Linked DNA regions of Sus scrofa: all the other regions are linked to region 3. Evidence: chromatin contacts called from public Hi-C data. All regions are on one chromosome and are shown on one strand. The core of a region is the stretch at or near the end of the contact, and the rest is flanking DNA. Distances in the headings are between cores, read along the strand shown. Region 1 has its middle 240 kb from the start of ETAA1. Region 2 has its middle 230 kb from the start of ETAA1. Region 3 holds the start of MEIS1 (homeobox protein Meis1).

Evidence for each region. Hi-C and Micro-C count contacts between places; a contact is called where the count stands out from the background.
Region 1: a Hi-C map of skeletal muscle shows a contact between it and region 3, with 5 times the contacts expected there. The contact joins the enhancer-like site here to the promoter of MEIS1 in region 3. A contact is called at or near these places in 7 of 47 Hi-C or Micro-C datasets (alveolar macrophages, embryonic fibroblasts, fibroblasts and 3 more) and 1 of 2 datasets of contacts at active chromatin or transcription factors (skeletal muscle).
Region 2: a contact with region 3 is called in a Hi-C map of embryonic fibroblasts, with 7 times the contacts expected there. The contact joins the enhancer-like site here to the promoter of MEIS1 in region 3. A contact is called at or near these places in 12 of 47 Hi-C or Micro-C datasets (alveolar macrophages, embryonic fibroblasts, epiblast stem cells and 7 more) and 1 of 2 datasets of contacts at active chromatin or transcription factors (skeletal muscle).

What each region holds. Positions count from the first base shown.
Region 1 is chr3:74,490,291-74,493,340 of Sscrofa11.1, forward strand. No RefSeq gene overlaps it. Among named protein-coding and RNA genes, the nearest start is that of ETAA1, 240 kb to the right of the region's middle. Within about 2 kb of position 1,266, at least 1 of the 83 cell types and tissues checked has an H3K27ac peak or open chromatin away from gene starts, as enhancers often do. A contact at or near this core is called in skeletal muscle, where this site is marked.
Region 2 is chr3:74,509,335-74,512,034 of Sscrofa11.1, forward strand. No RefSeq gene overlaps it. Among named protein-coding and RNA genes, the nearest start is that of ETAA1, 230 kb to the right of the region's middle. Within about 2 kb of position 1,302, at least 26 of the 83 cell types and tissues checked have an H3K27ac peak or open chromatin away from gene starts, as enhancers often do. A contact at or near this core is called in embryonic fibroblasts, mesenteric adipose tissue, omental adipose tissue and 1 more, where this site is marked.
Region 3 is chr3:75,624,406-75,627,340 of Sscrofa11.1, forward strand. MEIS1 (homeobox protein Meis1) reads right to left here and starts at 1,450. Exons shown (of 12, transcript XM_013996097.2): 1 at 1,320-1,450. LOC106509799 (a long non-coding RNA gene) reads left to right here and starts at 2,014. Exons shown (of 5, transcript XR_002342631.1): 1 at 2,014-2,935.

The DNA.
Region 1 (3,050 bases), core at 16-2,515, 1.1 Mb before region 3:
TGCTTCTTTCTCTCTAGTTTTACCCTTTCAAACTTCCCTTCTGAACCATCAGAGACCTTCTTCCCATCATATTTCTTTTTCTCCCTTTCCCTGGATGTTTCCTAAGCAGCCCTATTTTACAGATCCTTTCTTCATTTCCCACAGCTTAGTTGACTCTTCCATCTTTTTTTTTGGTCTTGGGCTGCACCTGTGCCATATGGAAGTTCCCAGGCTAGGGGGTCGAATCAGGGCTGCAGGTGCCAGCCTATGCCACAGCCACAACAATGCTGTATCCAAGCCACAACTGTGACCTATGCCACAGCTTGTGGTGACACCGGATCCTTAACTCACTGTTGGAGACCAGGGATCGAACCCGCATACTCATGGACACTATGTCAGGTTCTTAACCTACTGAGCCACAACGGGAACTCCCCCCTTCATCTTATTTAATCAGTTCTCTGTTCCCATAAAGATGGCATTATTATCCCCTTTTGAGAAGTCTGAGCCTGAGAGAGCTTATGTGATTTAACCAAAGTCACAGAACTGTTAACAGGTAGAAGTAAAGTCTCATTGGGTGATTTTTTTCCTGTTTCCAACCCATTTTTCTTCCCCATTCAGGTAAATGCTTTTCGTCTTTGTTCCATCACATCCCCTGAGAAGTGAACCCACGATTTCCCTCTCATCCCTCCCCTTCCCCCTCTGTTCCTCTCTCCTCTTTCCTTCTTTCTTTGAGCCTTCTTACTTTTGCAGCTGTTTTCCAAAAGCATTTAAGGTGGCTTGCAAAGATGTTTACAATACAGTGAAATTAAAGAAAGAAATTTAAAAGTGAGACAGGAAGAGAGTTGGAGTAGAAAATATGATATGAATGAGGGAGTTCCCATTGTGGTTCAGCAGATTAGTATCCAGGAGGTTGCAGGTTCAATCCCTGGTCTTGCTCAGTGGGTTAAAGATCTGGCATTGCCGTGAACTGTGATGTAGGTTGCAAATGCGGCTTGGATCTGGCACTGCTGCGTCTGTGGTGTTGGCCAGCGGCTACAGCTCTGATTCAACCCCTAGGCTGGGAACTTCCATATGCCATGGCTTCGGCCCTAAAATGCAAAAAAAGCAACAACGTGACATGAATGAGAAGTGAAGTTAGGACCCAACCTCAGCCGTGAGTCAAATTCCCAGAGACACCCTGCTCTTCTTGGTGTGAACCTTCTCCCTGGAAGCACATCAGGGGAGACTTCCTGGAGCCCAAGCGTCAAAAGGCGCTGTGCTCACTTAGTCAACAGATTGTTGGTGCCACAGCTAAAGGCCGGGGTGAGAACAGCTGGCCTTGGGAGAGTGTCCAAATGCCAGCCATTTTATTACTGCCACTAGCCCTGACTGACAACTGCTTTTTAAAGGGAAAATGCCAGTCATGAGGAAGGGCTTGGGTGTCACCCCTCATCTGCATTTAGGCCTTGTCACATGGTCACCCAGGAATGGCTCCTGGATCACCCCCAATGGCTGTCCTGTCGCCTCTGCAGGACTGCTCTTGCCTTTCCCTTCTAGTTTTGCAAAAGTTCTGTGTGAAGAGTCCAGAGACCCATGTCCCTTCAGGCTCTGGGCTGGAGGCCAGTTTTGCCCTCTGAGAATTTCTAAGTCTTGGGGACCTTCCAATTTCTCGATGGCTGGTTCTACTATTGATCTTGATTTCTTTAAACATTTCTTCTTCTTCCTTCTGGAAATTTATGCCTGTTCCTCACATCTGCCTTGTCCTCTGTGAACACTCAGGCAGAGAATTCATTTAATTATTATTTTTTTCGCCTCTGCTGGCTGTAAATTTCTCTTGCCATTTCTCTGACCTCTTGTTCCTTACAGACTTCAAAATGTCTTTGTTTCAACCTCATGTAATTTATCTTGCATTCATTCTGCACCTTTGCTTGTTTTATCCTTTTTAACGCTGCCTTGATTTTCCTCTGTAATAGTCAAGGACCTCCTCCACCTGTTTATAGCTTGCCTAAATGCCCCTTCTTTGCCTTTGAATTATCTCCTTGACACCAACTTCCTCTTCCCTCATCTCCTCCCTCTCCCTTGCCTGAGTATTATTACTGTGCATTGCCTGTTGGTTGGTGATCGCTTACATTGCTTTTCCACTTGTTCGTCTCCCTTCCATCCTATTGCTTTATCCCACTATCACTGTTACCATCACTTTTCAGCCACCTAAGACTCTTCTGACTTGAGACGACTTGCTGCTGCCTCTACTGCCTGCTCAGGATGATGCAGAAATCCAGCCCACCCATCTCTTCTTTCTTTCTTCTTGCAATAAACAGCCACGTTAATTCAAGTTCCTATGCATCGTATAAGAAATCACTCTCCAACCATATGGGATAACTTATGGCTGCAAATAAAAATTCCCCGATGTTTTGCTCCTCACAAGTTTTCACTTCCCCAGCACAGCTTGGGAAGTCCAAGATGTTAAAATCCCTAGGGAGTGCATATTTTCACGAAAATTCAGTTTCTACTTCTAGAATGTTTTTTCCACTCAGAGAGATTTAACTTTGCAGTAACATTACAGAGTGTCACAACTTTTCTCTTCTAGCCTGACTTCCACCTCTACCTGGGCTTCCTCTTTTTTTGTCTTTTCGGAGCCAAGCCGTGGCATACAGAGGTTCTCAGGCTAGGAGTCCAATCAGAGCTGAGTTCCCTGCCTTCCGCCACAGCCACAGCCATGCGGGATCTGAGGTGCATTGGTGACACACACCGCAGCTTATGGCAACGCTGGATCTGGGCTTCTTTTTTTTTAAAAGAAGACAATTTTGCATTGTTGACTAAATTTGTTGTCTTCAATTCATGGGCGTTATCCCAGCATAAATATAGGCTTTAAGCTCTTTTTCACTACAATTTATGAGGAAAAACTCAAAATTAAAGCAAAAAGTTTCATTTCAGGAGTTCTGTTGTGGCTCAGCAGTTAAGGAAGCTGACTAGTTTCCGTGAGGACTTGGGTTCAATCCATGGCCTTGCTCAGTGGGTTAGGGATCCGGCTGCCTTGAGTTGTGGTATAGGTCTCAGACACAGCTTGGATCCTATTTTATTGTGGTTGTGGC
Region 2 (2,700 bases), core at 52-2,551, 1.1 Mb before region 3:
AGCTGCTGTGAACATCCTTGTACAAGCCTTTTGGTTGACACATATGCCCATCTAGGTTAGATACACACCCAGGGACAGAACTGCTGGGTCTTAGGATTTATATATTTAATACACACCATCAAACAGTTTTCCAAAGTGGTTGTACCAATTAATGCTCTGACTGAAGATGCATGAGAATTTTAATTTTCTCTCATTGGTTTTATCAGCCATTTTAATTTTAGCTGTTCTGGTGGGAGTATGGTGGCTGGGGGTCTCTTTGTGGTTTTTTGTGAAGGAGTGGGAGGGGTTGTTCCTGATGGTGCTTATCCGATTGTGTTGTTGATTATACAGTTTGGTTTTAAAAGTTTGATGTTCAGGCGTCCTCATTTTCATTCCCTTTTTCCAATACCACATTATTATTATTATTATTTTTCCCCTTGCAATACCCTCAAGAGCAGTATAAAAGCCAAGCAGGCTGATATGACCTCATCAGTTCACTGTCTTTCAGGAATGTGAGATTTCATTTCTTATAGGGTGACCCTATCCAAGATATAAAGGAAAATAGAAAACAGGGCTTAGAACTTGAAAGAGAAAATTTGGGTTAGGCTCTGGCTTAATGCAGTTTCCACTCTTGGAGCCAAAAGCCCTTCTAGTCAATGCACAAAGGGCGTTGCTGGAGCGGGGACAGTTGGTTTCATTACATGCTCATTGTACCACTGCATCAGGGTGTCTAGGACTTTGCCCCAACGATGAAATTAAGGGTGTTATGCTTCATTTCCTGTTTTGGAAAACAGTCTTTGGCTTAAAAAAAAAAAAGGCTAATTGCATATTGTTTTTAAAAAATGCTTTGATAATTCATCACATCATAATTAAACTAATTCGAATACTATTATTTTCCAGCAGCTTTAATGACGTCTTCCCCTTGGCAGAGAACCCGTGAGACCCCCAAATATTGCCATTTGTTACAAGATGGAGAAACTCTGATGACAAATGACTCTATTCAGCTGCATTTCGCTTAATAAGATTTATGCATTAATTGAGTTAGACTTTGTTCCCTTGAGTTCGGCAGACTTCTGAAGTTTTCCGATTTTCTACTGTGTCTCTCCTGCTCCCCACCCCCCTCTTCTCCGCGGAGAATTCTCGGCGTCTGAGTTAGAATAGGTGGAAACATTCTCCGCTTCCAGCGGAGGCTCCCCAGCTTGGTTGGAATGCTTGTCTGGTTGTAATAGAGCCTGCTTTTCGGCCAGCAACTCTTAAAATAGCTCCCTGGCTTATGAAGCAGAAAATAGAAGTTTGGGCAGACCCGTGTTGCCTTTCAGGATGTTTCTGACTGCTTGCTTTGGGGGGCACTGTTGCTCCAGCTTGAGAACCTCAGCGTGGCCCCCGTGAGTGATAGCTCTCCATTGCACAATTTTGTATCTACAGTCCTTGTCAAGTAATCATTACGAATGTTTCGTGAGGAAGGAGTTGGCTCGGAGCAGAGGTCTGGCCTCTCTCTCGGCAGAAGTGAGGGGCTGAAGGGAGGGCATTGGTCTGCCCGCGCCCCGTGGTAAAATTTTCCCCTTTGACAGTGTAATTAAGTGCTAATTAACCAAATGAGTGTAAATGTTGAAGGCTGAGATAAATATCTACATGTCCTTAATCTATTTTTCCCTTCGAAAATTTGATAAAGGAAATTTGGATTTAATGGGGGATATATGTCAAATTTTTTTTCTTTCTTTCTCTCTCTTTTTTTTTTTTTTTTTTTTTTTTAAGGTTGCAAATCTGTTTAGAGGGAACTCAGATCTACTGGTTTGGATTTCTCCAGGAAAAGTTCCCAAGGTATCAAGAGAGAAGCGGGACCATAAAATGCGGATACACTATTGCAATAATTATGTTAAGAAGGCTTAGTGGAGCTACCTTTTGGAAACATCTGGTTTGTTTCTTCTCTTTCCACATCCTGCAGATGCTGCGGAGGCCATGAAACATACCAACATTAGCTCACCAAGTCTTTCTGCTGAAGAAAGCAGAGAGTAGCCTCTTAACTTTTGAAAAAATCTAGTTAGGAAAGAATTCTGCTTTCAGAGCAGGCAGAGATTAGGCCAATAATTGAGAGGGGCCCAGGGCCTTCTAAAAGTGTCAATAGTGATCTGTTTTTGCCAAAGGGAGGCTTTGTGGAGGGGCGGCCAGAGTAATAAATGGGAATCTTTGTAATTCAAGTACGTTCTCATTACCTTCCTTGGTTAGTGATTAAAAATGGGGCTGAGGAAGGGCTGGGGAATCCACTCCCTCTGCCAGCCCGCCTTGGAGCGAAAGGTTCTTAAGCCCATGCCACTTGGCTTCTCCTCCTGGCCTCTGGAGTTCCATGTGAAACTCAGTGGCAGGTAGACTGCTCGAGTGGCCAAGGCAGGCGCCCTGGGAAGGGGGATGCATAATTGAGGGACCATCTGTGGCATGGGGCTGATGACAGCTGCGTGATGTCCTGACACTGCTGTGTCAACACCCTGGGCAGGCAGGAAAAGACAGGGGCAGGCACATGTATGCTGAGCCTCTGGGAGAACAGACGCAGGCATCCCTGAGGGGGAGGGCCTGGGGAGTTTTGAGTTTATTAAATAGGAGTTGGTTGCCTATGAGATTAACACCCTGAAATAAATGCAAAGTTAAGAAATATTTTGGCCTCCAGCCCACTTGGCAGGAGGATTAGGAACCTGGAATGGTCAGAAGGACAAAGCCTTAAAGGGC
Region 3 (2,935 bases), core at 200-2,699:
AAAAAAATTAAAAAGCACGACGAAAAATCCCTTATCGTCTCCAGCAACGTGAGCTACTGGTCCCAGATCTTCGGTCTACGGGACCTGAAGCAAAGCGCCGGACTCACTGAGCATAAAAGCGCTCCGTTTCCAAGACAGCAGCGGGGGCAAAAAAAAAAAAAAAAAAAAAAAAAAAAGAAAAAAAAAGAAAAAGAAAAAAGGAAAAAAAAAAAAGAAATGCAGATCTTCTCTCCCCCAAAAATCAGTTAAAAAAAAAAAAAAAAAAAAAAGAGCGCCCCTCAGACCCAACTACCAAATCTCATGGCTTTCTGCCACTCCGGCTGTCAATCACAGGCGAGGTTGTCAACGTGGTGAATGAATGATCATCCGCTCTCTCTTCTTCTGGTCAGAACACCTCAAATGTTAATATTCAAATGCACAAAGCCCTAGCGCTCGCTTCCCTTGAATCACTCCTAATTCCTAATCAGTTTCTCTCTTCTCTCGCTTGCTCTTTCTCTTTCTCTCTCTCTCTCCCTCTTTGCAACTGCTGCACTGGAGGGAGATTAGAGGAGGAGGGTTAAAAAAAAAAATGTCTGTCTGAGTTTGTCTTAAAGGAGCCACGATCGATGCTGCCCGCTTGCAGTCCCCGTGCGTGTGTAAAGTGTGTGTTGCACAGGCGGAGAGGTGGATTCCGACCAGAATGCTAGAACCCGGAAGTAGTGGTGGCCATAACAGGTCGCGTCTTACACAATGCATTGGGCTGCAGCAAGTAGGCTCCTAGGCAGGGGTGGGTGCGCGAAGCGAGCTCTGGCCGCACTGGAGAGGCAGAGAGGCGCTCCATTAAATCGCACGCCCAGGCACAAACACCCACACACCCAGGGCACACGCGCACAAGCGCGGGCAGTAGCCCCCGGCTGCCGGCTTTATTTTCCGTATTCTTTTTTCTCCCTCCCCCTACAGACTCTCTCCCCAAAGCTGACGCTCTTGAAATAAATTGGGAATAAACGCGGGGCAAGCAGTAGCGGGAGTTATTTTGCACAGGACTCCGCACATAGACTTCCTGACTTTCTTCGAAATTATTGGGGTCTGCCAGTGTTTTGCGGGGCAGAGGAGGGCTGATGCAGAGAGTAGTGGATTCTTAGAACCAAACGCCCCAAGTAGAAAAGTCAAACCGGGAGCGAGGATGAGGAGGAGCAGGAGCAAGACTGGGCTCTGCTAAGGAGTCCCGAGAACGTGGGGTGGAGATGACTGGGGCTTTCTGCAGATCCAGCTTCTAGTTGTTCTTGTTGTTGTTTTGCGGTCGGAGGTGGACACTCGGCCCAAAGAAAGGAAATACTTGCATTTTCTCACTTTGGGGATCTGGACGCCCCCATCTCCTGGTCCCGGAGGCCCGCAGCCTCAGCCCCGGCGTTCTGCGCGAAGTGAGAGAGGAAGGGAGGGAACAATGAACCGAGAGCCGGGAATGTGCCCCCAGCGCCTGTTTACAAACACGAAGCTATTTATGATCGCCAGAAAGCGAAACCCGAAGCGGGCTCGGAGCAGCCCAGACCTCGCGGGTGGAGCCGAGGCCAGGGAGACGAGGAGGGAGGCTTTTTCTCCGACTTGCTCTGGGAGAGGCGGCCGTGCGCCCAGGGCGCGGCGCGGCTGGGCTGGCGCGCTCGGCTGGGGCTACGGCCGCGCCGCCTTTGTCTTCGAGGAGCCGAGGGGCTCCGGCCTCGGCCTTGCTCTTGCCCCGGCGACGCCCCGCGCTCTCCTCCCCAGCTCTTCTCCCGCCCGACTCTCCTTTCCAATCCCCCAGACAAGGCTCAGGGAGAACTCCCAGTGCCAAAGAAAAAGAAATTCACTCCGGGGATTGAGATTTCAGACAAAAAGCTGCCCCCTACGCACAACTCAGAGGCTCCAACCAGCCACTAATTTTAACTTTCTTCCTTTAAACACCTATTCTCTGGCTTAAACAAACAAAAAAATTTCCTTTCCTTTATTCTCCCACCCTAAGGCTGCCCTTTATTATTATATTTAGTGGTGCTATTTTCGTTTTTATTTTCCTGCCCTCAGAGCCCTGGTCTGCCGAGAAGGTTCAGTCGCAGCAGCTCGACCAGCGGGCTGGAAACCTCACATCCCCGAGCAGGGCTCGCAGCTCGCTCAGCTTGGAACAGGATTTTTTTTTTTTCCCCCTCCCTCCAGCTGAAACCTCGCAGAAAACTCCCCCTGCGGTCGACTGGAAAATGAGCTCACCCAAATCTCGGTAGGCAGCCGGGGAGGAGGGCTCGGCCAATCAGGAGGCGCTCCCGCCAAGGCGGCCGCGCATTGGCTGCGGGGAAAATCAATTATCAAATAATCGATCAGCAGGGAGCTTCGATCTGCCGGGAATGCAAACTGCCAGTCCTGATTCCCGCCCTGATGGTGGCCAAAAGGCTGACTCCCCCAAAGTAGAGGGCCCCTCACTCCCGGCACCCCTACCCTCATTACACTCCACCAGTTGCCGACCCACCTTCACCCCAAAGGTGGGGGGTAGGGAGGGGGGTTAGGTAAGGGGAAGAGTTTTGAGAAAGATTGGGTGCTCCTATCCGCGAAGGTTGTTTAGAAAAGAATAGGAGCCCTAAAATGTACTGAAGTCAACTCTTAATGCGCAAACCAAAAGATAATTTGCATCGGTCCGACAAATAGGGCTTAAGGTTCTGTTAAGTGAGCTTTTGAGAAACTGGGGACACAGAGCGAGCATCAGAACTTAGATCTGGAATCAGGTTCCACCAAGCGCACGTACTTCCTTAAGTGACAAGTATTGCTTCTTTTAATACTTCGCGGGAGTCAACGCCCACCTCCCCCTAATAGTGGGGTTTTCAAAAAGCCCAGTATCTGAGCCTTGCCAGCCTTCAGCCCCGACACTGTACTCGTCTCATGTGTGCCCAAAGGCACACGTACACCCCAAACCTTCAGATGCTTTTTGCCTTAAAAG